Linked DNA regions of Mus musculus: regions 1, 2, 4 and 5 are each linked to region 3. The links are chromatin contacts, called in public ChIA-PET, HiChIP or PLAC-seq and promoter capture Hi-C maps. All regions are on one chromosome and are shown on one strand. The core of a region is the stretch at or near the end of the contact, and the rest is flanking DNA. Distances in the headings are between cores, read along the strand shown. Region 1 holds the start of Mrps21 (mitochondrial ribosomal protein S21). Region 2 holds the start of Sv2a (synaptic vesicle glycoprotein 2 a). Region 3 holds the start of Mindy1 (MINDY lysine 48 deubiquitinase 1). Region 4 holds the start of Rprd2 (regulation of nuclear pre-mRNA domain containing 2). Region 5 holds the start of Vps45 (vacuolar protein sorting 45).

The links. Promoter capture Hi-C pulls out the DNA fragments that hold promoters and counts their contacts. ChIA-PET counts read pairs in DNA pulled down with a chosen protein or histone mark. HiChIP or PLAC-seq counts read pairs in DNA pulled down with a chosen protein or histone mark.
Region 1: a promoter capture Hi-C map of liver shows a contact between it and region 3, with 6 times the contacts expected there. The contact joins the promoter of Mrps21 here to the promoter of Mindy1 in region 3. A contact is called at or near these places in 7 of 39 promoter capture datasets (embryonic stem cells, fetal liver, hippocampal neurons and 2 more), 1 of 484 Hi-C or Micro-C datasets (B cells), 5 of 115 datasets of contacts at active chromatin or transcription factors (astrocytes, bone marrow-derived macrophages, craniofacial prominence and 2 more) and 3 of 9 other capture datasets (adipose tissue, liver and pancreatic islet).
Region 2: an H3K4me3 HiChIP or PLAC-seq map of forebrain shows a contact between it and region 3, with 5 times the contacts expected there. The contact joins the promoter of Sv2a here to the promoter of Mindy1 in region 3. A contact is called at or near these places in 3 of 115 datasets of contacts at active chromatin or transcription factors (forebrain, microglia and pancreatic cancer cells) and 2 of 9 other capture datasets (liver and pancreatic islet).
Region 4: a contact with region 3 is called in an RNA polymerase II ChIA-PET map of memory CD8 T cells, with 283 read pairs. The contact joins the promoter of Rprd2 here to the promoter of Mindy1 in region 3. A contact is called at or near these places in 1 of 39 promoter capture datasets (erythroid cells), 4 of 484 Hi-C or Micro-C datasets (B cells, embryonic stem cells, muscle stem cells and 1 more), 17 of 115 datasets of contacts at active chromatin or transcription factors (T-cell acute lymphoblastic leukemia, astrocytes, cardiomyocytes and 13 more) and 3 of 9 other capture datasets (adipose tissue, liver and macrophages).
Region 5: a contact with region 3 is called in a promoter capture Hi-C map of erythroid cells, with 2.9 times the contacts expected there. The contact joins the promoter of Vps45 here to the promoter of Mindy1 in region 3. A contact is called at or near these places in 4 of 39 promoter capture datasets (erythroid cells, hippocampal neurons, liver and 1 more), 3 of 115 datasets of contacts at active chromatin or transcription factors (bone marrow-derived macrophages and microglia) and 3 of 9 other capture datasets (adipose tissue, liver and pancreatic islet).

Annotation. Positions count from the first base shown.
Region 1 is chr3:95,869,547-95,874,659 of GRCm38.p6, reverse strand. Mrps21 (mitochondrial ribosomal protein S21) reads left to right here and starts at 3,146. Exons shown (of 3, transcript NM_001355759.1): 1 at 3,146-3,207; 2 at 4,045-4,166. The coding sequence starts at 4,084. C920021L13Rik (RIKEN cDNA C920021L13 gene) reads right to left here and starts at 3,138. Exons shown (of 4, transcript NR_040446.1): 1 at 2,975-3,138.
Region 2 is chr3:96,178,162-96,183,209 of GRCm38.p6, reverse strand. Sv2a (synaptic vesicle glycoprotein 2 a) reads right to left here and starts at 1,983. Exons shown (of 13, transcript NM_022030.3): 1 at 1,907-1,983.
Region 3 is chr3:95,280,613-95,286,283 of GRCm38.p6, reverse strand. Mindy1 (MINDY lysine 48 deubiquitinase 1) reads right to left here and starts at 3,349. Exons shown (of 10, transcript NM_199475.1): 1 at 2,659-3,349. It overlaps Prune1 (prune exopolyphosphatase), which reads left to right and starts at 4,208. Exons shown (of 8, transcript NM_173347.2): 1 at 4,208-4,699. The coding sequence starts at 4,661.
Region 4 is chr3:95,816,053-95,821,400 of GRCm38.p6, reverse strand. It overlaps Rprd2 (regulation of nuclear pre-mRNA domain containing 2), which reads left to right and starts at 2,448. Exons shown (of 11, transcript NM_001368178.1): 1 at 2,448-2,854. The coding sequence starts at 2,650. Gm29948 (a long non-coding RNA gene) reads right to left here and starts at 2,521. Exons shown (of 2, transcript XR_375854.4): 1 at 2,271-2,521; 2 at 1-1,681.
Region 5 is chr3:96,056,772-96,062,259 of GRCm38.p6, reverse strand. It overlaps Vps45 (vacuolar protein sorting 45), which reads left to right and starts at 3,805. Exons shown (of 15, transcript NM_013841.3): 1 at 3,805-4,578; 2 at 5,146-5,280. The coding sequence starts at 4,486.

The sequences.
Region 1 (5,113 bases), core at 1,897-4,396, 590 kb before region 3:
GACCGCTAGGCAGTCAAGAGCAGTCGCCATCTCATCATAAGGATTGGAGTCAGAATCCCAGAAACCATTTAGTAAGCCAGGCCAGGGCATCCCACAGCTATACAGCTCTGAGAGATCTGATGCCCTCTTCTGGGCATGCCCAGGAACATGCACGTGTACATATGTCTGCACATACATGCACACATGGGCACACAAGAACGAACACACACACACACATGTGCGCGCACACACACACATGCGCGCACACACACACATCTATAAAGTAAAAGACCTGGTGAGATAGCTCAGTGGGTAATGGCGTCTCCCACCACTAAGCCTGATGATCTGAGTTCAGACTCAGACATGGGACCCACCCAGTGCCAGGAGGGGAACAATTCTGGCAAGTTGTCCTCTGACCTCCATACATGTGCTATGACACATACACATGAGCTTTTTTTAAAAAAATGTATCATTATTATTCTTTTTTTTAAAGATTTATTTATTTATTATATGTAAGTACACTGTAGCTGTCTTCAGACACTCTAGAAGAGGGCATCAGATCTCGTTACGGGTGGTTATGAGCCACCATGTGGTTGCTGGGATTTGAACTCTGGACCTTCGGAAGAGCAGTCGGGTGCTCTTACCCACTGAGCCATCTCACCAGCCCCCACACATGAGCTTTTATGGGAGCTCTTGTACACATGTACACATGCATACACCTGCACGAGTGCACACACATGCATACAAACACACACACACACACACACAATGACTCCTCTTCTGTTGATGAAATATATGATGCCAACATTTTTCTAGATATCTAGGCTTAAAACTTAGGGGCATTGCAGTTGGGCAGAAGGCTCAGAGGTTGATAGTACTGACAGCTCTTACTGAGGACCCAGGTTAGATTCCCAGCACCTATATGATGGCTTACAACATCTGTAAATCCAGATCCAGTGGATCTGATGCTCTCTTCAGGCTTTTCTGGACATCAGACATGCATGTAGACAACACCCCCCATATACATTTATAAAAACTTTTTTTTCAGTCTAGTAAAAAAGAAAATGATAACAAGAGGAGAAGAGTTGGCTCAGCAGTTAAGAGCACCTGTTACTCTAGCAGAAGACCCAAGTTCAATTCCCAGCATGTACATGGTAGCTCTCAACCATCTGTAATTCCAGGCCCAAGGGATTCAGTGTTCTGTTCTGACCTCCAGGCACAGACATAACACACATACACATACATGTAGGCACACACATACATGTAAGCAAAATACTCATACACATATAATAATAAAATAAACCTTAAAATTAAAACAAAAATTAATGAATTATCTTACATTATATCCCATTCGATTCTTTTTTTAAATATATATTTTAATTAGGTATTTTCTTCATTTACACTTCAAATGCTATCCCAAAAGTTCCCCATACCCTCCCCTCTCCACTCCCCTACCCACCCACTCCCACTTCTTGGCCCTGCTGTTCCCCTGTACTGGGGCTTATAAAGTTTGCAATATCAAGGGGCCTCTCTTCCCAATGATGGCCGACTAGGCCATCTTCTGCTACATATGCAGGTAGAGACACGAGTTCTGGGGGTACTGGTTAGTTCATATTGTTGTTCCACCTATAGGGTTGCAGATCCCTTTAGCTCCTTGGGTACTTTCTCTAGCTCCTCCATTGGGGGCTCTGTGATCCATCCAATAGCTGACTGTGAGCCCATTCGATTCTTATGACCAATTTTGTGAGACCAACAGAGTAGATGTTAGCATCATTTTACAAATAAGAAGCCAGATTGAAAGTTCATGTTTAGCAAGATCTAGATTATAAGTATTTGTAGGTCACAGATCTCCATTTCTTCTACCCAAGTCTACCACTATAGCCCAAGAGAGCCGTATAATATCAACAAATAAACATGGTAGTATTCCAATATTTTTATTTAGACAAAAAGTGCAGACCCCTAGTCTGAGTAACTTGTTCAAAGTCATACGTCTGCTGATGCTTAGAATCTGAAGCTAGAACTCCTTTCTAACGGATTACGTACTGTCCATAGAATTAATTTTGCACTTATTATATGCGACTGGGCCTAAAATTGTGTCTACATACTGTCAGTTGTACAAGAGACACTGGAATAGTATCAGCAGTGCTTAGCAGAGGACAGTCATTCAATTAGGTTTGCTGACAAGCACAAAGGTGTCTAGCTTCAGTTTGGGACTTTGGATTTGGCTTACTACGAGGCAGGCTTAAATTTTGTGTGAATACCTATTAACTGATAATGACCTGGCCAGATGGCCCGGTGGTTAAGAAAATTAATTGCTCTTGCAGAGAACCCAGGTTCTGTTCCCAGTACCCACATGGCAGCTCAGAGCCTCCTATTAACTCCAGTTCCAGGGCCCCAACACCTCTCCAATCCTTCTTGAGCTCCTGCACGCACGCACGCACACGGTGCACATACATACACGCAGGCACACGTACACACACACAAAATAAAAGCAAATCCCTTAAAGAAGTAACAGATGAGGGTGCATCTGTGTGTGTTGTGGGTAGGTTTTTCTGTATATGGATACTTCTAAACCCATGTAAATAACCATATATGGAGATGTGGGGATAACATACACATAGGGTTGTCCAGACGTATGGAAGAAAAAAAAATTCTACTAGATCTTACAAGGCAACAAATGGCAAAGTTGGCATTAAAACAACAATATTTTGATTTAAAATTCTGCAGGCGTTTCCCATTTGTTTCTTTTTGATTCTACTTTATTTAATGAAATGGCTTAGGTAGCTGATGCAATGGGAAACTCACAGTATGTAATTTCTTTTCTTAACTTTTAGGCAGATTAGGGGGTGTGGAGCCATTTTTTTCACCCGGTGAGCAGATCTGTCCTTTTTAAATAGAAAATATTCTCAGGACGCTTCCCATTTCCCATCCAGAAAACGAAATCGCTCAAATCTAGTAAAAGTTTAACAGGATTAGAGCTACGGATCGGGCTGACCTTCTCGCAGACCCGACGACCGCGACTCCTCCATAGGAAGGTGAGGACGCTGTTCCTTTGACTGTCAGGCGGAAAGTCCAGCGCCTGCGCTCAGCACCGAACCTTCGCAAGGTCAGACGGTAAGCGGAGCTGCAGTCGGCTGAGCCCTGCAGCGTAGCTTCCTCCCGTCGCGGGACTCCGTAGCTTCCGCTTCCGGTCCGCAGAGACCCGGAGTCCGAATTCAGAGGCCCCAGGTAGGGAGCTCGAGGGGTGTGGGGGGGTTCACTGAGCTGCAAAGCGAGTATGGCGGGAGGGCAAGATTTCGCGTGGTGCCTAGAGGCGGACGAAGAGTTCTTTCTAACTCTCAGCGGAAACCTATTTTTTGGTTTGCTTTGCTTTGCTTTTTCGAGAGTGTTTTTATGTAGCCCTGGCTGCCCTGAAACTGGCTCTGTAGACGAGGCTGGCCTCGAACTCAAGAGTTCCGCCTGCCTCTGCCTCTCAAGTGCTGGGATAAAAGGCGTGGGCCACCACTGCCCGGCAATTATCTTTTAATTATTTCTTGGTGTGACCGGGGGGTTGGGAGGGGCGAAAGTCAGGACAGCTTGCAGGAGTCTGTCCTCTCTTTCCACCGTAAGGATCCAGGGCTCTAACTCGGGTCATCAGGCTTGGTGGCAAGCGCCTTTACCTGCTAAGCCATATCACTGCGTAGTGAAAGAAATGTTGCTAACAATTTGCTTGTACTTTTTCATTAAAAAAAAAAGTTATTTATATTTTATGTGTGTGAGTGTTTTACTTGCATGTATGTCTGTGCATCACAGAGGTCAGAAGAGGGTGTTGGATTCCCTGGGACTGTATGTGTTGTGAGCCACCCTGTGGGTACTGGGAATCGAACTTGGATCCTCTTAACTACTGAGCCATCTCTCCAGACTTACTTGTACTTACTAAGATATGGAGAATTCCTCCAGCCCAGTTCTGTGGATCTCAAGCTGGTTCTGTTGCTAAATTAAATAAAAACTACCTATGGTAAGTTGTGACTCTGTTGGGCTTTGTTCTCTTACATTGAGTCTCTGGTTTCCATGCTCGATGTCCAGTCTGTAGTCCCGGAAGAATGAAGATTTAAATACGAGGCCATGGCTAAACATCTGAAGTTCATTGCCAGGACAGTGATGGTTCAGGAGGGGAACGTGGAAGGTGCCTACCGGACCCTGAACAGGTAAAATGAGTCGAGTCTTGCCTGGACCAGCCGTGGGAAATGTGAGGTGATCCTGCACCCAGCCTACCACCTCATAAAGCCTACCACTGGTGCCAGCTCTGTGTAGGCTCTGAATACCACCACCTCCACCTCCTCCTTTTTTCCTCCTCCTCCTCCTCTTTCTTCTTCCTCCTCTTCTTCTTTTAAATTTATTTATTGTGCATACAGTGTTCTACCTGCATGTATGCCTGCATATCAGAAGAGGGCACCAGATCTCAGTACAGATGGTTGTGAGTCACCATGTGGTAGCTGGGAATTGAACTCAAGGCCTCTGGAAGAGCAGCCAGTGCTCTTAACTACTGAGTCATCTCTCCAGCCCCTCTGGACACTTCTTATCCCTTCAGTTTATTATCCTAAAAATGAAGTTCTCCAAATTCAGCTCGATGGAGCTTATCCAACAAGCAGCTATCATCCCTTGATGATAAATCTGAGTTCTATCCAAAGACCCCGAAAAACTGCTGGGCACACTGTAATCCCAGCACCTGGGAGGTAGAGACAGGAAGAATTTGAGAATAATTTAGATGATGGTGACTAGACTCAGTCTCAGATGACCCCTCCTCATGTCAAAAAAAAAAAAAAAAAAAAAAAAAAGTCTGGGAGGGGAATGAGAAACAAGAAGCAGAGGCATGGTGCATTTCAGCTGAGCCAGTATCTGTGGAATAAGGCTACTAGAGAGGATTAATTCCTCTGTGATTTTTGTTCATCTCATGTAGCTCAGGCTGGCCTAGAATGGGCAGTGTAGCCAAGGATTACCTTGATTCCTGATCCTCCTGCCTCCGTCTCCCAGATGCTGAGGTTGATCGTGTGTTTGATATTGTTTACGTGCCTGGCTAGCAAAGATGGATTCTAATTGTGCTCTTGAAGAAATAAGTCATGGATGAGAAGGCATTTCAGGTTCCAAAGAGTTA
Region 2 (5,048 bases), core at 734-3,233, 900 kb before region 3:
GGAGGCATTGGATAACCTCCTTCCGGGCAACAGAGGACACAAGCCTGGGTTAAGAGCAATATCATTCCCCTAAAATAATCTCCTCTGCTCCCACCCAGTCAAAGGCTTGACCAGTCACACACACACACACACACACACACACACACACACACACACTAGTGGAAAAGGGTAAATAATGCCTTGTCATTCAGAAAGATACACTGGCAAGGAAAGATGTAAGCAGTGGACAACAGTGACCAGGAACAGTGGCCTCGATGTCACCTTTTCTTCATGGTTCAGGGAATAGCATCCCCAGCGCCAAGGCAATTTGTGTACCTCGGCTCTCTTTCCCAACCATGATCCCTCTTCAAACCCTGAAGGAAGATTTGGACCCACCAGGAGCTGTTTCCCATGCCTGTTGACATTGTTTCCCCTCAGCTGTGGGGGTAGGAAAGGCTCCCCAGCCACAACAGCACACAGTGGCTCAACAGCCAGTGCCCCCCCAGGGCCACCAAGCCCAGGAGGGAGAGAAAGAAGACAAATTCTTTGAGCTGGTGAGGAAGTCGTGCTATATTTAGCCTGCAGAGCAGCACAAGAGTGGCTGAGCCTGAGGAAGAGAGACAGCACTGGGAGAGGTGGAGTTAAAGGAGACCAGACTGGGATTTACCAAGTCCTTTAAGGCTGACTGGCTTCACCTGACCGGAAGAAACATGTCCATAATTTTCTGCAGAAGGTGGAAAGGGCATGTGGAAAGGGCTTCGTAAGCAAACCTTTCAAGTAAACTGCTCAGGTCCAGACGGGCCCCCTAATCAAAGCCCCTGCTTTGGAGGCCACCCAGGTTTCCATCCCATCCCATGCCAGGTCATTAAGAAGTGACAAGGTCATGAAGAAGCAGTCATTGATCAGAAGATTCCCACTGAAAAGGACAAGGGGCAGAGAAGATTCCAGAGTGCCCCCCACCCCCACATCACAGCTTGATAACTGACCCTCTTACCCCTCCGCAAGACTGACAAGACTGAGCCTCACCCCTACAATCTACCCCTGGGTTTGGAAGATGGGAGCATCCAGTTTGGGGGGGTGGGGAGGTGTCAGCTGAGAATGTACACGGAGAAATGCTCACGGAGAAATGCTCACGGAGAGGCCAGGGATGTAGAGAAAATGTTTCACATGCATAGGCTTAGGGACCGCCTCTGCCAGGATTGCGGAGACCCCCAACCCCCACCTAGCCTCAGCTCTGGTACCAGGCATGAGGCCCTGGAACTGATTACATGGCTGCTCCCACCCCTGGTCCTGCTGCTGGACAGGTTCCCACCATCCTTCTGCGCCCCTCTCCTGACCCCCTCAGTAAGCGCCTCTAGTGCCAAGCCCCAACACCTGGTTGCTTCCCATGTCTGTCTGCCCAGTGTTTCATTCCTTCTATCCTTCACCAAGCCGATTCCTCTACCCCCTAACCCACCCAAGTCCAGGCAAGAGCGGCTGTACTCATTCTATGGCCCCAGCCAAGGTCATTTACCATGGGTGGGGGGGGGGGAGAGGGGGGTTGGGGAGGGACGTACATCAAGGTGAGGAGAGGATGGAGTTTGAGGGAACCTCAGCTTACCTAACAGCCCCTCACCAGGTTTATGTAATGGGGACTTTAAGCTAAGGTAGAAAAAAAATCCTCGCATATGTATGTATGTGTGTATATACATACAAATACATATATGTGTATTGCACATATATATTTATTTATTCAAGTATATTCTCAAAGCAATTGAAATAAATGGCCCATTCCCCAAACCACCATCACCCCCACCACCACCCTCACCCCTACAGCGGGGACAGTCACCCTCCCCATAAGCAAAGCATCAGAGATAAAATGGCTGCAAGGCTAGACGAGGATGCTTCTGCCCGGGGCGGGGTAGAGGTGAGAGGAGAGGGGTCTCACCTGAGCTTGGTTCCCCGGGTCAGGGAGTCCCCGGGTGAGGGAGGGGGTCCAGCCACAGGGCTGAGGCGGCAGCGGCGACTGCTCCTCCCGGTACCAGGGGAAGCGGCACTGCAGACCTGCCCCCCGCACGCGCTCCGGCCCCGCCTCCGACCCTCCCTCCCCCGCGCCAGTGAGCAGCGGGAGAGACCATTGTGGGGGGTGGGGGTGGCGAAAGAAAAGATGATGGGGCGGGGGGGGGGGGGGGGGGACTTAGGACACAGGAAGAAAAGATGAAGGAACTGGAGGGGACTGTCAGGGTGACAGCTGGAAATGACAGTCTTTCTCAGCCCCTTCCTCCCTAGCAAAAGATGCCAGGAATTAAAGACACTAGCAGTGGTTAGGGGAGTAAGTGGAGGAAATAGACAGGTGATGAATGAGGTAGCCCCTTCCTTTGCACCCAAGCTAGGATGAGAGAACCCAGGAGTCCCAGCAGTTCTTGCTGCGTTAAAAACAGCTCCCTCCCCTTCCACACTGCTCCCTGGAATTAAAAACCCTCTCCTAAACCCACAGCTTGGACTCCAGGTTCACCTTGCTATGTGAGAGGACTCAGAGATAACAAGGTGTGGTTTCTGTACTCAATAGTCAGAGTCAGTGACAACTGGGCCCCTGTCATCTGTCTCCTCCAAAAACAGTCCAGACTGTTTATGTACAAGGACCTCCCCCTCCCCATTTCTATTCAATTGCTGGTAGCAGAGGCGGTGCTAGAGGAGTTTGTCTGATCAACTGGACAGTTCCCTTTCTAACCACACTCTCCAGTGACTCAAAAATACATACATACATACATACATACATACATACATACATACATACATACATCCTATCAATTAACAACCTCCTCTTGTGTGTGTGTACGTACACTGGCTTGGGTTCTCCTTTTCTTGAATCTTTTCTGTTTTATTGTCAGGTAACCTGGACTGACAGATCCAGAGGCACTTCAAGGATGTACAACCTGAACCAGTCTACTCCAGATAAAACCTTGGGATTGTCTGGAACAAGCACTGACCAAAGCACAGCCCAGATTTCCACCGTTGGTTTTGACCAAGTCCCCTGCCTCTGTGAACCAACAGGCTTCTTGTCTAGAAAATGGAGTGTTTTGGATGAGGCGTCTTTTTTAGCTGTAATACCATGAGACTGCTCGGTTAAGTGTGGGTCTAGGATGCTGGGAGATACTGAATACAGAAGGCTGGCAGCCTGTGTGCTCAGAGATTTCCCAGATGCCATTTGACATCTGAATTTACTATGCTAGGGATATGAGCCTAAGTTTTGGAGGACCCAATGCTGGATTTTGGAAATGTATGGGTCAGTAAGGTTCACAATTAACTGAAAGTCATAATAGATACTAATTTATCCTAAAAAGTTACCTCTCACCTAGACTGAAGATTTTTGTGTCCGGTACACTCTCCCCCTTAAGCCAAGTCAGGACCATGTCAGTGTAAGTCACCCAATGACATAACGGAATGAGAGAACTTGTATCTTTAATGGCATCTGGCCATCCCCAGTAGGAGGCCAATGATTCCAAAAACTCTCCTGGCAACAACTCTCTGCCCCACCTCTACGAGCGGGGAAGCTTTGCCAATGCTCTAGGAGTACTCTTAGTCTGCTGGCTGGAGCACTCTTTCCAGGATGGTACTTGGAACAGCTCTGCCCACATGGGCCCCAGGGACTAGCCCTTTACTAGACTTTCATTGATGAACCCTCTTAAGGTTTAATACATCTTTTAAACACATTATTCCCCATTTTAGGTTTAGCCAGGCCTTGCTGGAGGGAAGCTGTGTCTTCTCTTTCAGGTGCTTCTGCACACTCTGCACTATTTCCTAGCTTTGCAGAAATCTATCACCCATCAGCCAAGGGCAGCATAAGCCTGTGGTCCCAGCTAGCAGGAGGCTGAGACAAGTTCCATGCTTGTCTGGGCTGCAGAATGAGTTTAAGGGCATCTTAGACCCTGTATCAAAATGAAAAGTACAAAGAGGATTCAGTCCCCAGGACTGCAAGCAAATTAAAAGGGAAAATACGAAGTTTATTTTAAATTCTGAGGGAAGACTTAAATCAAGTACTTCATCACCTCCCCACGCCCCTGGACAAGGTTCAACAACACAGGTTTCTTCAGGTTAGGTCAGGCTCCCTAAGGAGTGGAGCATTCCCAGCTTCCACTTACACATTTCCTTGTCCAGCCTCACAGCCTTGCTATTGTCTGTTGGGTTGACTCTCATATTTACATCTCTAATCCAAGTCTGCCTCCACCTGCTTAGTCAATTTCACTACCTGGATGCCTGGGGCAGTTCATATTCCTGGGCAAAGAGCCCACAGCATCCTCCCTTACCTCAAGGTTGTTTTGAAGGGTTTTGTTTGTTTGTTGTTGTTGTTTTGAGACAGGGTTTCTCTGTAGAACCCTGGCTGTCCTGGAACTCACTCTGTAGACCAGGCTGGCCTCAAACTCAGAAATCCACCTGCCTCTGCCTCCCGAGTGCTGGGATTAAAGGCATGCGCCACCACTGCCCAGCTGTTTTGAAGGGTTTTTATGGTCACCAATGAAAAAGAGCTGAAAAGCACTAAAACCTCCAGCCCAACCTGGCTCTGACCTCAGCCTTCACACAGCCTTAGTGCTAGATCCACCTTTCAAGAGAACTCCAGCTAGGAGCATGGCAACCTCCCAATTCCAACATTCTATTGACAGGCAGGAGGACAAGGCCTGTTGAGAACCAGGTAAGGCTTCTGGGTTAGGATTAGGCTAGATCATCTTCTTAACTCTGGCTTGTCCTAGGAACTATGTAGGCCAGACTGGTCTTGAACTCAAGAGACCCACCTGCCCGCCTCTGCCGGGGTCAAAGGCATGCACCACCATGGCTGACTAGTAAGACCATCTTCCGACCAAAAACCTAGACATCACTATTTTCCGAAGAAGTCTTCCTGAACATTCGGACCAAGTTAGATGTTCTGACAGTTTAACACTTGCTGTGTTCATCCTGGTCACCAGCAAAGCCTTTGCAGGAACCATAAACGTTAGAGTGGAAGAATGGAGAATGTGAACGCAATTAGGACTAAGATCTAAGCGTCATTCACTGAACATCTGCTTTCCTCACTCACCCTGTCTAGCAATTACTTA
Region 3 (5,671 bases), core at 2,100-4,599:
CTTGAATCCAGCCAGAGAGGAACCGGTATCCAGGAAAAGACTTCACAGCATTCTAACGACTTGCCTGACAGCCTGACAGCCGAGGCTAAAGCCCAAACAAGCAGGTCAATAATTGGCAGACCACACCTTGACCAGCCCTAGGCTGTTTAGCTGTGCAGAAATCAGGCTCTCTACTGAAACTTTACCCTTCATTTAGGGACTCTGATGACAGACATGGGGACATGACCAAATCTCTCTGTCGCTAATCCTAAAGTGGCCACATTGAATAATCCTTGCTCTCCCCCCCCCTTTCTACCTTTCACTATTATTTTAATTTTATTACATTTACTTAGTTTCTCTGTGTGTACACACCTGGAGGCCAGAAGGAAACTTTCAAGTTTGTTTTGTCCTTCCACCACGTGGAACCTGGGGCTGAAGCTCTGGCCATCACGCAGCCAGAGCCTTGACTAGTTTAGCTGTCTCTGACTGGCCTGCCTACCAGTTCAACTTCTTTAGTTGGCTTATTGAAAACAAGAGGCCACACTTGGCTGGTTAGGGCTGCCCCAGGCACAGGTTCTAATCCTACTACCGGTAACAACTTTAGTTAGGGGGCACACAAAAGACTCTCCACAATCCTTGCAGTAGATTGCTCTCACTAGCTCAAGTTGACACAGCAACTTCAGATCCTAGTTGTTTCTGGCAGTGCTTGCACCCAGAGATCTCTTGTTAGATATTTATAGGGAATGGGAAACTGCTGTTTATTGATTTACATTAAAATACCCCAGAGGTGAGGCTCAAGAGGTTAAGGCACAAAGGATCAAGATTCAAGTCCAGCATCCACAGAGGGGTTTACAAGAAACTGTAACTCAAGTTCCAGGAAAGCTGCGACCGACCGTCTCCTGGCTTCCGTGGGCAATGAGCACACATGGTGTACATACACAAAAACAAGCACTCACAAACATAGATGTATATCTCCACTAGTTGTATATAATGACAAAGACCTGTTATTTTAGCTACTAAGAGGCTGAGGCAGGAGGATCTTTGTGAGACCATATCTTAAAATAAAAAAAGAGCTGGAGGTATATAGTTCAGTAGTGGAGCCTTGCCTGATATATGCAATGCTCTGGGTCCAAGCCTCACAACCTGTTGGCACACGTGCTCTTTATGGCTCCCATACAGATCATTTTGGATGTGAACACTGGACCTGTTTAACTTGCAGTTAATCAGCACTTGGCATCAAATGAGGTCTAGATAGGCCTGCAGATAGTAAAAGCAGTTCCTGCCTCTGAAATATCTCCCTTCAGTCTCCTTACTCCCCTCCCTACACACTGACAGGACACAAATGAGGACCGTTCGGGGGTACAGCCTAGCAGAAGGGCATGTGCTTAACACACGCAAGGTCCTGGGTTTGATCTCCAGCCCCGGAACAGAGAGAAAGCCAGGAGATAGTGCATCAATCGGAATCTTGTCTTTTTCTTTTAAACTGGGATCACTGGGCATGGCGGCACACATCTTTAATGCCAGCCCTTGTGGGCAGAGACAGGCGTATCTGGTTGCCTGCTTTCTTCTTGTAAACCTTCAAGGCTTGGAGACTATGAAAAGGCCTTGAGGAGCGTCAGCTGGGTGTGGTGTTCCAGGCCTTCCCATCCCCATTACTCAGGGGGCCTTGAGGCCGGAGAACCTCGAGGTCGGCCTGGGCTACAGAGAAACATCAAAGTTCCTGAAATAACATAAATACAGTAAATTGATCATTCTCCTGATTCAAATATAACTTCTGCTAGCTTCAGGTAATTCATATTTTGTTAATTTAGACTTAGAGTAGCAAAGATTACCTGGAGGCCTTCCACCCCTCTTTCTCCACATCTCTTTCCCTCCCATGGCACTTAGAGTCAACCTTGAAACAGAGGCCATGTCTGGGAAATATTAAAAAGCCTAAAGACAAGCACAGCTCATTTTCTGCCCAAGGCTAGAAATGATCAATAATTAAGTGGGGGTTGGGAAAGCTAGTCGACCAAAGAGAGGAGCTACAAGAACCATGGGAGGGAGTGGGGGCTCAGTGAATGAGGACAGCTCCAGTGTCAGGGCAGGAAGAGCAACAGGGCTGCACCCTGCAAGGCCAGAGGAAAGCATGAGGGGAGGGGGACCCAAACAAACAGGGGTTATGGCCCTGTCCCTCCTCTTCTTTCCTCAGTCCAAATCTACACCTCCTCTTCCTGGAATTACCTATGGTGACCCACAGGGAGTCAAATCTCTGGTCCTTTCCTAGTCAGCAGCAGATACTATTCACAGAGTGGGAAAAGCATATGAAATAGGTATATCCTTAAAGACTTCACCCACCCTCAGGACTCTTCTCCCTACGTCTTTAACTGGTATTACCCAATCTTTCCAACCAAATGCAATTCTTCATGCCAACATGCTTTGAGATTCCTCTAGAATACAGCAAGCCCTGTAATTCTGGCTCTCTAGGAGAGGGAGAGAGAGGGTTTGGGTTTATAAGGGGGAAATTGAAGACCGCATCTCTTTTACTGCTCCATCTCTTACTGCTCCGGGTGCCTGGGATCCTGTAAGCGACCCAGACTTAAGAGACCACAGATGGGACATCAGGTGTCAACTTCGCCCAGAGAGGGTAGGGAGAGCTGCGAGACGAGGTGAAGATAGTTTGAAAACAAAAGTTTTTACCTCAAAGAGGTAGATGAGGTTCCGGCACTGGGAGAGGACTCAACTCTGGCGGTTCTACGCGGGAGGTGGGGACATCGTTGAGGGGCGCCGACTGCGCCAGCCGCCTCCCAGCTGTCAGCCCCAGAGCTTACACGGCTTGACACGGGTTTACTCTCGCGGCGTCCAGCCTGGGTCGCTGCCACTTCCGGACACACGCCCAATACGGGGGACGCTGGAGCAGGGTCGGGGCCGAGGACAAGCAAGGCACAGCGCAGGCGGTCCCGCCTGGCTTCCCAGAGTCTTCAGGATTCCCGAGTCACCGAGCCTCCGGCGTGCGCTCCAGGCCGTGCCTACAAACTGGCTTTCAAAGGAAGTTTGTGGTTTTTCTTTTTCTTCTCTCTGTCCCTCTTTTCCCCCTGTCCGGACAAAGACAAATTAGCCAAGGACGCGGTCCCTAGAGGAGGAGGAGGAGGAGGGGCCTGCTCAGCTACCGAGGATTTCCATCAGGGCTGTCTGAGCCGGTCAGCAGCCCGGTGAGCCGCAGAAAGGAAGAGAGAAAAACAACAGACCCTTTCTCTTCCCTCCGCCTGCCGCTGGAAGGGACGGAGCGCGTGTGCCTCTCTGGTGAGAACCGGGAAAAGCAAGCGGCCTGGCAGAGCCCGGAGGAGCAGGGCGGGACAGCGGCTGTTGATTAGACCTCCCTGGATGCCCGCCGCAGCCCTCTGCTCTGGAGCCAAGAAAGCAGGGCGGAAGGGCGTTGTGTTTGCATATGTACTCGTTCAATAAGAAAGAAAATTCCCACTCCTGGTTTTCTGGAGCCCCTGAGCTCTTTCCCAAGGCTTCCCTTCTTCCCCGTATGCTTTTTTTGAAAGGCTAGGAATGAAACTGGTTCAGCTGTGTACCTGGTCGGGGGCGAGGAAGACGCTCTTCTGCCTCTTCTCACCTCCCCGAGAAGCAGGACGATCTGGGGATAGATTAAAAAATGAGGGAACATGTTATGATGAAGGGACATTTTCCCCCCAAGTAGTCTGCCCTGGGACACGCAAGTGGCAGTTAAGGGATGTTGGAACCCAGCCTTAGGTTCTGAAGGCTCCTCTAAACTCTATTGATGTGACGGCCAAAGGATAAGGCTTCAAGCAACTCGGAAAGCCGAGAGAACTGTTGCAACAGAGACCCAGGAAGCAAAGTCACGGTTGCAACAGCCCATGAATGAGGAGTATTTGCTCAGGCTGTAGAAGAAAGGCTATGAAGAAGGAGGAAGAGTTGGCACGACAGTAGGTTTTAAGAAAACAAGTCAAACATTATGGTAATGTTTTCCTATCGTGAACAAACACATTGATCACGATTTGTCAGTTTGGTAAAGGGGAGAATTTAAAAAAAAGAAAGAAAAAACACCTAACCAGGGAAGCTATTTTAATAAATAATATGTACAGCAATGTTGTAATTTAAAGTCCTAACCAAACCAGGCCTGTGAATCCAGTATTCAGGAAACTGAGGAGAAAGATTACAAATTCCAGACAGGTTGGGCTAGATAGAAAGAATTTGTATTTTAAAAAAAATTGAGAGATTAATTTACATCAATCTCGAACAGATTTTCGGTGTAATATATGGAAAGGTACTATACTTAGTCCTATCTGCAAGTTCAGATGCCATAAAGGCGAGTTATTGTGACACATACACAATTTGCATGTCATAGCCCTCCGAAAACTGCTCACTTGAGGACAAACACGAGCTGCTGGACTACATTTCCCAGGAGGCACCGCGATATACCATACTCCTCCTTGACGTCCCATGAGTCTTTGGGCTCAGAACCCAGCCTCTGCCGCTGGGGGGCGGGGCAACGCCGGACTCCCGGAGTGCCGGATTACGCACTTCCTCCTGGGGTTCGGAGGCCGAACCCTTTAGTGGCGGGTTCGAGTCCCGCCCCCTGACTCTCGGCTCTAGACCCTAGGTCTAGGGCGGGGTACATTCTGCCGGGTTACCTCTCCTGGCTGAGGGGCAACGGCACACCTCGGGCTTTACCATGGAGGACTACCTGCAGGACTGTCGAGCCGCTTTGCAGGTAACGGGTCCCAGTCCGTGACCGAAAGGAATGCAGCGTGGGGTCTGGGAAGGACGAAGGTGTGGGATCTGGGGAGCCCGGACGGTCGGTGTGGAGGGATCACAGAGATGGACGCGGGGGAGCTAGAGGACCAAGCCCTTCGGCCATAGGCGGGAGAGCCCGGAGAAAGGAGTCTCTTGGTTTGCTTGAGTCGGGTCCTTCGGCAGAACCTGTGCGGCGGCCGCCAGCCTCGCCCGGCGAGGTGTGTCTCTCCCTTCTCCCCGCCCCTCTCAGTTTCCCTCCCGCAAGCGGGCTTCAGCCCACTGGGTCCAGGTGAACCTCTGGGAGTGGAGGGCACTGGGTGCACCGCTTTATTGCCTCTGAATGGCGGTTTGCCTTTTTTTTTTTTCCCTCCTAGGTAGAGGCGGTCGTGGTGTTTTACTTTAAATCTTTGTTTTTATGCCAAATATACAGAATAATTCATCAGGCATATATGTTGACCCACAACTTACATTCCTTTGCTTCCAGTGTTCTCCTTTAGTGTTAATGCAGGCGCGTGCGCATACACACACACACACACACACACACACACACACACACACACGTAAAAATACCGCCTCCTTGGTAAGGGATAAACACAAAGTGTGTTTGGAATCTAAACCATAAGCACGGCCCTGAATTCTTTGTAGCTTATTTTTGGTGCTTCCTGAACCAGCTGGACTCGCCCAGCTGTGTTGACAGGCTGTGTGGCATTAGGTCGCTCTTCCCTTTAAAGGCTCCAAGTCACCTGGCCCCCTGCTGTAAGTTTCTCTGCCCCTGAAGAAACAGATAGGCATCTTCCTTTCAAATAACTTAGCTCGGTATGGTAGCCACAGGCCTCTAGTTCCAACTCAGAGGAGGCTGAGACTTCAGTTCAGGCCAGGTCTGGACTGGGAGAAAAAAAACCCAAAAAACAAAAAACCCACAACGACAGAAACAGAACAAAACAATCCT
Region 4 (5,348 bases), core at 1,199-3,698, 540 kb before region 3:
TATGCAGCTTTTTATAAGTAATAAAAATCAAAGCTTGGAAGAAAGAAAGAGAATCCAAAGTGCAGACAGGCTTTTAAATCTCAGCACTTTGGCAGGGCAGTAGTGGCTCACACCTTTAATTTCAGCGCTTGGGAGACAGAGGCAGGTGGATTTCCGAGTTCAAGGCCAGCCTGGTCTACAGAGTTCCAGGACAGCCAAGACTGCACAGAGAAACCCTGTCTCGGAAAACCAAAACAAACAAACAAACAACAACAACAAAAAACCCACCTCAGCACTTGGAAGGCAAGGAGATAGGATCTCCTGAATTGGAGGCCAGACTCTACAGAGCAAGTTTCAGGATAGCCAGGGCTACACAGAGAAACTTTAGCTCAAAAGAAACAAAAACAAACCCAAAGTCAGTACAGTGGCTTTCAATGCCCTACATGAGCCCTCTTTGCTTCTCACCTCTTCTGTCTCTTATCTTAGTGGCTTTCTCATCCTCTGCCAGTCACACTGGCTTCCTTCTTCTTCCTCTAAAATGTTTCAACAGTCCTGGTTTAGGGACTCAGCACTTGGTGTTCTTTTGCCAGCTCTTCTTCCCTCCCCTCATATGTGCTTGGTTGCTTTTTTCTCAATCTCTTTTTAAAAACTGGATCACACCATTATTCATATACACAGTCTTTCTCCTTTAATCTTACTCCATACCTCTTTATGACTCCTTACTCCCTGACACATGCTTGTGGTTTGGTCCTGATACCAAATCAAGGCGGAGTAATTTTTGTCTGCTTTGCCATCATTTCCCTAATCCTAAAACAGTTCTTGGCACAGAGATATTAATTTTAAATGATGAAACAGGCTCCTTGCCTCAAAAACCTTTCCGTTGAGTTGGCATAATTAAAATGAAGTTCCTGTGTTCAATAGGAATACATGAACGTCCAATCTTCTCAAAAGATTCACACAGGCAGATGAGAATGTAATGGTTAATTTTTTAAAAAGATTTTCTTTATTATTATATCTAAGTACACTGTAGCTGTCTTCAGACACACCAGAGAGGGCGTCAGATCTTATTAAGGATGATTGTGAGCCACCATGTGGTTGCTGGGATTTTAACTCAGGACCTTTGGAAGAGCAGTCAGTGCTCCTACGTGCTGAGCCATCTCTCCAGCCCATAATGGTTAATTTGAGGCTGTGCTAATAAACACAATACTCAAGACTCTTGTAAACTGTAACGCACAGGGCAGTGGTGGTGCACGTCTTTAATCCCAGCACTTGGGAGGCAGAGGCAGGTGGATTTCTGAGTTCGAGGCCAGCCTGGTCTACAGAGTGAGTTCCAGGACGGCCAGGGCTACACAGAAAAACCTTGTCTCGAAAAAACAAAAACAAACCTATAACGCATTACGAAATTGTGATGTTACTACCTAGCAAAGAAGCCACACCTTGTCAATTACTCTTTCCTCGCTTCGAAGACTTTTCAGAGAAATTTTCGTTTAACTTTTATTCCCTCTTTCTAGAATGCAGTCGGTCGGCTGGCTGTGAACGGTGTCATCGCAGTCGGGCGTGTAGCATAGGTTAGTCAAGGAGTGCCTAGAGAACAGCTAACAGGGCCTGACGCATGCGCGTCTTCCCCCACTCCGCAAGACGTGCCAGCCATTTTGTCGCGTGTAGGTCCCCGATGGCGGGGTGGCAGGGAACGCAGCTGCAGCTGTCAAAAACAGTAGCCACAGAACGGTGGGCATTTCCCATCCTAGTGTGAATTAAAGGCTCCCAGGGAGCAACCCCGCCATGAAGCCAAAAGCAGGGCCGAGCACTGAACTGGGGTCTAGTAACGTCCTAGGCTCCGGAGCGCCTCAATCCTGCCTCCCCAGGTTTTCCTCCCAACCCGCTAGGCGCAGACCTAACGCGCAGGCGCACAGAGAGACGCAGCGCCTCCTCCGCCTTCAGGTCCCGACGCGCTTCTCCGACCCCCTTCCCTGATTGGTCGAATCGCAGCGCCATCACGCCCCCTCGGCCCCCGTGCTCAAGATTGAGGAGGAAGCGGAGGGGCGGGGCTTCCGTGCGCGTGCGCATTTCTTCTGCTGGTCTATTGCTGCTATTGCGTTGCAAAAAAAAAAAAAAAAAAGAAAAAAGAAAAAAAAAAAAAAGAAAAGAAAAAAAAAAAAAGAAAGAAAATTTTCTGCCTAGGTAGCTTTGGGCCTTTCCTGTGGTAGAAAATCTAAAGGCAAAGCTCTCTGCAGCCGAAGGGACGGCGGAGTAGCGTTTCGTCTTCGGTACCAAGGCCGCCCTGGGCTCACCGGAATTTGGCCAACGGGATGAGGGAAGGGCCTTAAGAGTTGAGGAGCGTAGAGGCTAAAAGCCTTAGTTGTCGGCGCCGTCGCAGGTTCTGTCTCCTCCGTAGTCGTCTCCCGACTCCCGGTTTAAACACCACCCCCGAGCCATACTGACAGTCCTCCGCGGCCGCGGCCCCTCCTCGCAGCGTGTGGGAGCCGCCAGCGCGCCCAGCAGCTAGCCCTCCTGCCGCCAGAGGAGCCTAGCGCGTGCAGCGTCCCCACCCCCTGGCCGCCCTCCCCTCCTGCTGCTTTCACGCACTCGCACTGATTGTTTTGCCCGCTCCCGCCGCCGCCGCCGCCGCCGCCGCCAGAGGACCAGAGGCGCTTGTGCAAACCGGGGAAGATGGCGGCCGGCGGCGGCGGAGGCAGCAGTAAGGCCTCCTCCTCGTCGGCCTCGTCCGCAGGGGCCCTGGAGTCTTCGTTGGATCGAAAATTCCAGTCGGTGACCAACACCATGGAATCCATTCAAGGCTTGTCGTCCTGGTGTATAGAAAACAAGAAACACCACAGTACAATCGTCTACCATTGGATGAAGTGGCTCCGGAGATGTGAGTGTGGGGGCGACTAGGAAGGGGGAGGCTGGAGAGATGGAGAAAATGCGGCCCCCAAAACACTCTGGGGTTTGCCCACCGAGCTGCTGCATTCAGTTGGGGTTCACATTAAAGATCGGGCGCGAGTGTTCCCTAGCCCAGACTCCATCCTAGGCACGGTTGCCCTGCTCTGCAGGGGGCTCATTGCTTGGAATTTTTCAGCCTCACATTTGGCGTGACCTTGGGCCGTTGGGCCTAGACCCGTAGAGATTTTCGCGTTTCCTTCCGAGCCCTGGAAGGTGTGTTGTTGATTATCCTGAACCTTCACGGAAATGGTCGCGTCCGTTTATTTCTTACAGGCCTTGACGTGTTAATGATCTCTGGGTTTCCTGTTGGCTAGTCAAGCCATGGTTTAAGCTGTCCACTTCCCTGAAATATGTTAGACCAGGCAGTGTTTTCCGCCGACGTGAAACTTGGGATATGTCTAGAAAGGGGCCTTCTCTTGATGACTGTGGGTGAAACTTGGCGTGTGTTTTAAGGAGGCTTTCCCTGGATGAATGTGAAGCAATAGGAACTCTACAGAGCTGTGAGGCGACCACCTGTTTTCCTTTTACCTGTGTTTGCAACACTAAAATACAGACCACGGGATACTGACGAGACACAACTGCGAGACTGTAATCATCATTGGTACCGAAGTATAAAATATATCCGGCCACTTTTTAATCTCCTGAAGCACACTTTACAGAATTGAGTTTGTTTGCATAGGCAATCAAAATGGGAAATGTGAATTTTAAAATATATTTATCTGTTTTAGATATAACCCCCATCTCAAGTATACTTTTTTTTTTCAACCTGTGTGGTTCTCCCCACAACACTGCTTTAATACAGAAAAGAGGTCTTCTAAAATATGAATTGTTAAACTGGGCGTGGTGGCCCATGTCGTTTCAGAGGCTGAGGCAGGAGGATTGCTGAAAGTTTGAGGCCAGCTTGTTCTACCCAGTAAATTTTAAGCAATTATAACCCCAACTCCATACATATTTATTCAAGTTGTTTGCTTCCTATCTATATAGCCTCTTGCCAGTGGTACTCAGTTAACAGTTTTCTTATTCCATGTCTGTCTTCGCTTCTATAATATTTTTTGAGTTTACTTGTTAGTGAACAAGTGGATAAAACTTCAAAATTATAGGCCCCAAATTTAAAATCTTTTGTATTTAAGACAGTTGTTCTGTGGTTCTTTGAAATATACTGTTGAGAAGGATATTCGAGAGAAAGGACAGGATTAGCTAGTCTTTTTTATTATTATTATTATTATCATTTTGGTCTTTTGAGACAGGGTTTCTCTGTATAGCCCTGGCTGTCCTGGAACTCACTCTGTAGACCAGGCTGGCCTCGAACTCAGAAATCCACCTGCCTCTGCCTCCCGAGTGCTGGGATCAAAGGCGTGCGCCACCACACCCGGCTTAGTCTTTATTTATTATTGTCAGATTTTTTGTTTGTTTGTTTACTTCTTGCCAAGAGGTTAAACTAGAATCTGCAATATCTGTCACCTTCAAAGACTCACATATTATGTATCTGCCACATGCCAGCCATTTCCTTAGTCCTTCTAATATACTTTATAGTCTGTTGAATTGCATATGAGGAACCTAGGGCTCAGAAATGTCAGGTTGCGAAAGGTTACTCAGTAAAGCGATGTGGTTAAGGTTGGGCTCTGTTGTTAGCTTTGTGAGATGGTGCTTGGTGTATTGAGTGTATCAGTGTAGTAAGCAGTGCTGATGTGGGGACATCTTCCACCGTTTTAAATCATTTTACCAAACTATGAAGCATTTTTACATTCCTTACTGTTGGTCTCCAGTGTTTTAACCCTGTGGTTATATATTTTCAAGAATAAGTTGGCCCCTATCTCTGCGTTGTGGGATCACAAGTGACAATTACACTTTTTTTTTTCTAGTCAGGCATAATGAGAAATGCTAGGACCAGAATTTTCCCTGTCTTTGTTGTTGTTTGTGTCTGAGTTTATTTCCTTTGTTGGTACTAAGAGTAGGAGGGTAATTTTTTTATCTGAAAAGTGGATTCTACATAATTTAAATGAAGTGAAATGTATTTGACTTTTTAAAGCCTGCTATCAGTTTCATAGTGGAGTGAAACTTAAACTTTCTAAAATGGCTAAGAATAATTTGTGGACATTTGTGTTTACAGGTGATAAATATCTACCTCAGGAATAAAGCCAGAGTGGTGAAGGCTAGGATGCAAATGGCTGTTGTATTAGGCCAGTATTTTCACCTAATGTTTAGACCTTCACAGAGTTGCTAAGTTTGCTCAAGCATTCCCAGTCTTTCTGTCCATTTCCCTGAGGCTACTCTTGCTTCTTCCTTTTCCTATGACATCCATTATTTAGTCATTTAGGTCTTGGTTAAATGTAAGTGACTGTACTAGAGATATCAGGAGATGTTTTCTTTTTTGTTTGTTTGTTTGGAGACAGGGTTTCTCTGTATAGTTCTGGCTGTCCTGGAAC
Region 5 (5,488 bases), core at 2,556-5,055, 780 kb before region 3:
CTGATCAATGTAACATGTATGAAATTGTCAAAGAATAAGTAAAAGAGAAACAGAACCCTGACAAACCTAAGCCCATTTTTACTGCAAGCTCATGCCTACATTTCATGTTCTCGTTAAAGTCTAATTTAGAAAAGGGAATACATATTCACTAGTGTGTTTATCAAAATAAACACAAAAGTATACATACAATTACATATTGTTTAGCTAAATTGAGATCTAGGTATCGATACAGATTCCATTATTTATCACATCTATTTACCACTTGAAAAAGAGGGAGTCAAAGTTGCATAAACAACTCAGTAACGTGCTTTCTGTGTAAGCAGGAAGATCTGAGTTTGATCCACACTCATGCAAAAGCTCAGACATGGTAGCATGCGCTTGTAATCCAGTACTAGCGAGGCAGAGACAGATGCATCCCTGGGGACGCTTGGGCAGCCAGCCTAGCCTAAGCAGTGGGCTCCTAGGTCCCACTGAGAGAATCTGTCTCAAAGAAAACAAGGTGAACAGCTCCTGAGAAATGGCACTCAGGGTCAACCTCTGCTCTACACACACACATGCATACATGTACACCAATAGACACACCAAGCAACACACACACACACACACACACACACACACCAAACTGAGCAGTCTTTTGATTTTTAAACATTTCTTGAAATAGAAGATCATTTCAAAGAGGAAAAACAGATCAGCCTGATGTGGTGCACAGCTTTAATCCTAGCACTTGGGAGACAGAGGCAGGTAGCTTGAGTTCAAGGCCAGCATAGCCAGGGCTACATGGAGAAAGCTTTTCTCAAACAACAACAACAATAACATCATCATCATCATCATCAAAGGACAGATGTGTGTCCATGAATTCTTATTTAAATTTAGGGTCTAGAAAATGAAACAGTCTATCAGCCGGGTCTCAGACTTTTGATACCTTCCCTTCCTTGTTTTTTCACAGTTGGATCAGGGCTGAAGGGGTTAATCAACAGTTAGTGTCCATTATGGGATAACTTACATTTCCTTAGAATTTAAATATTGAAGTCCTAAAGGAGCATCCTAATGAAATGTCAATGCTTAGAAGGTAGCTGTATTTAGAGTTGGGGTCTTTAAAGGAGACAACTAAATCCAAATGCAGTCATCAGAGAGCCTCTAACCCAATACATTTGGTTTGTATGAGGAAATTAGAATACAGAGGCTCAGAGAGATCATGTGCTATCACAGGACAAGACCTTCTGCAGAAGACCCAAGAAGAAGTCAACCCTGGACACCTTGACCTTGGATGTTCACCCTCCAGAAATATGAGAAAATGCCATTCTGTTGGTTTAGCCTCTTTGTCTGTTGGCACCGTTATGATGTCCTCGGCACATTAATACAGCATCCAACACAGAATATACTTGATGGGTACTTGTTGAAGAGAATTTGTAAATGCTACATTTTATCCAGCTACTAAGTCTCCCAAAGCTGAGAAAAGATACAGAATAGCCAAGTGCCCTCTACTTCCCTGACACATTGTAAAGCCTCAGCATGCAGCTATGTTCTGGCCTTCAGTTGTGTGCCCCTTGCTCCCTCTCTGACTGAATCATGAAGCATTTGTTTATGCATCTTTCTGGCCTGAGGTTTTAGCAATATGCTATTTTTACAGTCTGGTAGTACACTATTTAAAAAGGCATGAGCTGCTTTTATTCCCAGTACTCTGTTTTTATCCAAGGAAGCTTTAAGTTCTAACTCATCCCACACCAAATACAGTAGTTAATTTCAAAGTTATTACTTATTGTAGATATTATGTATTCATTCTTTGAGTGATGGACACTCAGATTGTTTACAACTTTATCTTACGACTCTCAGTGACTCTGTTAGAGCATCTGTGTGCATGCTTCATAAACATGTGAGAGTTTTTTAGAGCATGAAATTTCTCTCATGGCCACACACAGGGGACACTGGGAAAGCTGACAACTGAAGCAGCTCAGAGGCAATGGGGGCCCAGTGGCCCTGCATGGCCACTTCTGGGTTAAAAGTGTGGGAATGATGCTCTACTGTACAAGAATACCAAGGGGCAGGAAATTTGAACCCACAAGCATAAGGGTTTTATGTTTCACTAGCTTTTAAAGATAATTCCACATTTCTATTAAAAAAAAAGGCTCTTTGATTCTTGCGTTGGTAACCTGTGAATTCTTGTCTCACACTGTCTCCAACACTTGGTATTGTCAGACATTTTAAGCTTGTCAAAGTAGGTATTTTCTTTTTCAAAAAGTCATATCTGTCTGAATACAAATAACTAAAAGGACTCTCTCCACTCATTTCTTACAATTGTAATCTGACAAGGCACCATTTCAAGGACAATCATTGTTCTACTCCTCGTCTCTTGTTCAGTTTGTTTTATTTTTTGAGACAGGGTTTCTCTCTGTAACAGAGCCCTTGCTGTCCTGGAACTCACTCTGTAGACCCCGCTGGCCTCAAACTCAGAGATCTGCCTGTCTCTGCCTCCTGAGTGCTGGGATTAAAGGTGTGTGACACCACTGCTGGCTTGTTCTTTTTAAGATACAGAAAGTTGAAAAAATATGACATACTATATTACAGTCCAGGTAAGGAAATAGAATCCAAGCAACATGGGTGATGGTGATTTTTCAGATACCAGTAACTTGCTAGATTTGTGGGTAAATTTTATTTTCTTTGATGAGTCAGTTTTCTATAATATATGAACTTTTTTGCTGATAAAACAGGATTGTATATAACATTAGATCTCATTTGTGTGTAGTTAATATCCCACTGACTCGTTTAATATAAAGCTTTAAGGCTTCTGTCAAAACATATGCACACCAGTAACTCCAGCACTGCAGACACTGAGGGGTCACGCGTTCAAAGTCAGCCCGTGTTACATTGCAAAGCCTTATTCAAACAAAAAGGAAGAAGAAAGAAAGTCTCAAAACCTGTACTGTGCCCAATGGGAAGTTTTATTTACTGGTTTATTTATTGACTGGAAAACTGAAAAGAACACATTTTCACAATTTTAGAAGTGACAAATACCTGTATTTCAAGTGACTTCTAGTCTTCCTCAAGGGATTTGGAAACTTCGCATAATTTGCATAACCCGATTAAGTTCTTCTATTCTATTTAACCGCATATTTCTTACAGTATGTTGAAAAAACTAGTATTTAGTGGTGCTGTGTTGATTTTAAATTAATTTTTTAAATTAGCATTCTCAATGAGTCTCATAATGGCATTTATACACATGACAATAATATCTCATTCTAATGTGTTTCCTTTTTTTCCTGCCTCCAGCCCCTCTACCCCTAACCCCGCGGTTCCTAAAGCTCCCTGGTCCCCTTCCTCTACTAAATAGTCTGTCTGTTTTGTGCTCCTTGTATTCATTCCCTTGTATTCCAATACTATGTCTATCCGGGTCTCCCTCTCTTAAAATCTCCTTCTCACCTCTGGTGATCCTTTGCAGTTTCACATCTCACACACGTCATTATTTTGGTGTAAATATTTGAAGCACTAATAGCCAATGATTTGTTGCAGTTATTTGTCTTCCTGGTTGTACAGTTCTCTATTGTAAGAAGGTGAGGAACAAAACACCTTGATCCGAAGTGTGATAATAGTGTGTCATCTGTTGAATTTTTTGGAAACTGAAGCTTTAAGATCCAGTTGATTGCTAATTGTTCTTGCTTCTTAGATTAAAAATGTGTTTACCTTTAAATTCTCAAGTTGGTTTTGTTCCGGCCCCAATGAATTAACTGTCCCCGCCCATTGCAGGGGCCCTGGAAACCCGGCGTCCCTGAAAGCCAACCAAATTCAGTACTTTGGGCGCCGCGAGCTCGCAGTCCCAGCGGTCCTGAGTAGGGGGCGGGTGGAAGCTCCGCGCCTTCCTGGGGTCTCTAAGGTCTACAACATCTCTAAATAGCGTTCCCATTGTTTCTTCATTCAACAAACGTGATGAATTTCAGCTCCCCTTCTCTCTTTAGGAAACCCAGTTGAGTCTCATTCTATGACCTACCAAATACAAAATGCCGTCTCTTGATGCTACTTTGTTTGGATACTTTAGAAAACCGGGGCTGCCTCTGTAACCTAGCCTGGGCTATCAGAGAACTTGCTATGCAGTACAGACCTGGGACCCCGCTGCCCCAGCCTGCCCAGTGCTACGATGACGTGCGAGGGCTTCAGAAAAGATGCTCAGCAAACAGTGTCCGAGAGAGCTGTATCCCGCGGTGCGCCAAGCGCTTCCCTACTCAGGACCAGAAGCCAGCACAGCGCGGGTTCGGGGAAACAGGCTGCCTTCCACTCCCTACCGAGAAGCGTCGGGAATGGCACCGTCGCTTAGCTGCTGAGTCTGAGTCCCGGACTCCACGGAGGAACTACAATTCCCAGTATCGGAGCTACCCGGACTCCCGGAAGCCGAGGCTTTGGCGACCGGAAGCAGCTGAGACCCAACAGGCCTGAGGTTAATTCAGCCAGGAAAGTGGGTGGGAAGGGCTGTGGGGCACCTGTCAATTCGCCACCATGAATGTGGTCTTTGCTGTGAAGCAGTATATTTCCAAAATGATAGAGGACAGCGGGCCGGGCATGAAGGTACTTCTCATGGATAAAGAAACGGTGAGTTTGCTTTTGCTCAGTATTTATAAAGGAAGCTCTCCCTTCCTTTAGAATTGCTGGCCCCGTTCCGCTGTAGAACTTAGCATTTCACTGATGACGATGATCAAGTCTGTCTGGCACTGGGAAAGTTGTAGAATGCTTTCCCAGTGGGTGTGCAGTCTAACCAGCTCTAACTGGTGCCAAGAGACTTCTTACACCTGAAAGAGTGTCTGCAAAGAAATTGTTACTGGCGACACAGGGAAGACTTTACTCAACGTTGTTTTTAAAAGTAAATTGTTGGGGTTCAGCTGAAATAACAGGCTATTTGTTGACCACAACTTTAAAAAAGGAATTGTAAAGGAATGGTGAAGATCCTCTTTAGAAGTTTCTGAGTTGTTCATGTTCAGAGAGAGTGGTAGGTTTTCATTCTAACACATTACAGCCTGTTTTGGATATTAGGTAAATATTATTCTGTATATTAGAATTTAAATTACCTACTCAAATATTAGTGGCAAAAGGCTTAACTATTGATGCATGTTTTTACTAGTCCGGACTAGTATAATCTTAGTTCGTTCTTTTGCTTTACAGACTGGTATAGTGAGTATGGTCTACACACAGTCAGAGATTCTTCAGAAGGAAGTATACCTCTTCGAACGAATTGATTCTCAAAATCGAGAGATCATGAAACACCTAAAAGCAATTTGTTTCCTTCGACCCACAAAGGTACTACACACACTGAGCTGCCGTCTCTGTGGGCAAATGCAGAGTACTGATCCGAAAGCGTTAAGAAGGCAAAATAAATTTGTGTTACCATCATTTGTGGCATCATAATTATCCTGTTTTGTCAGAGTTGTGACCTTTCTTCTCTCCTTTCCATGCCTCAGTTCACCCCCTCACAGCCAGGTTTTCCTTCTAGAGATCTTTTAGAATA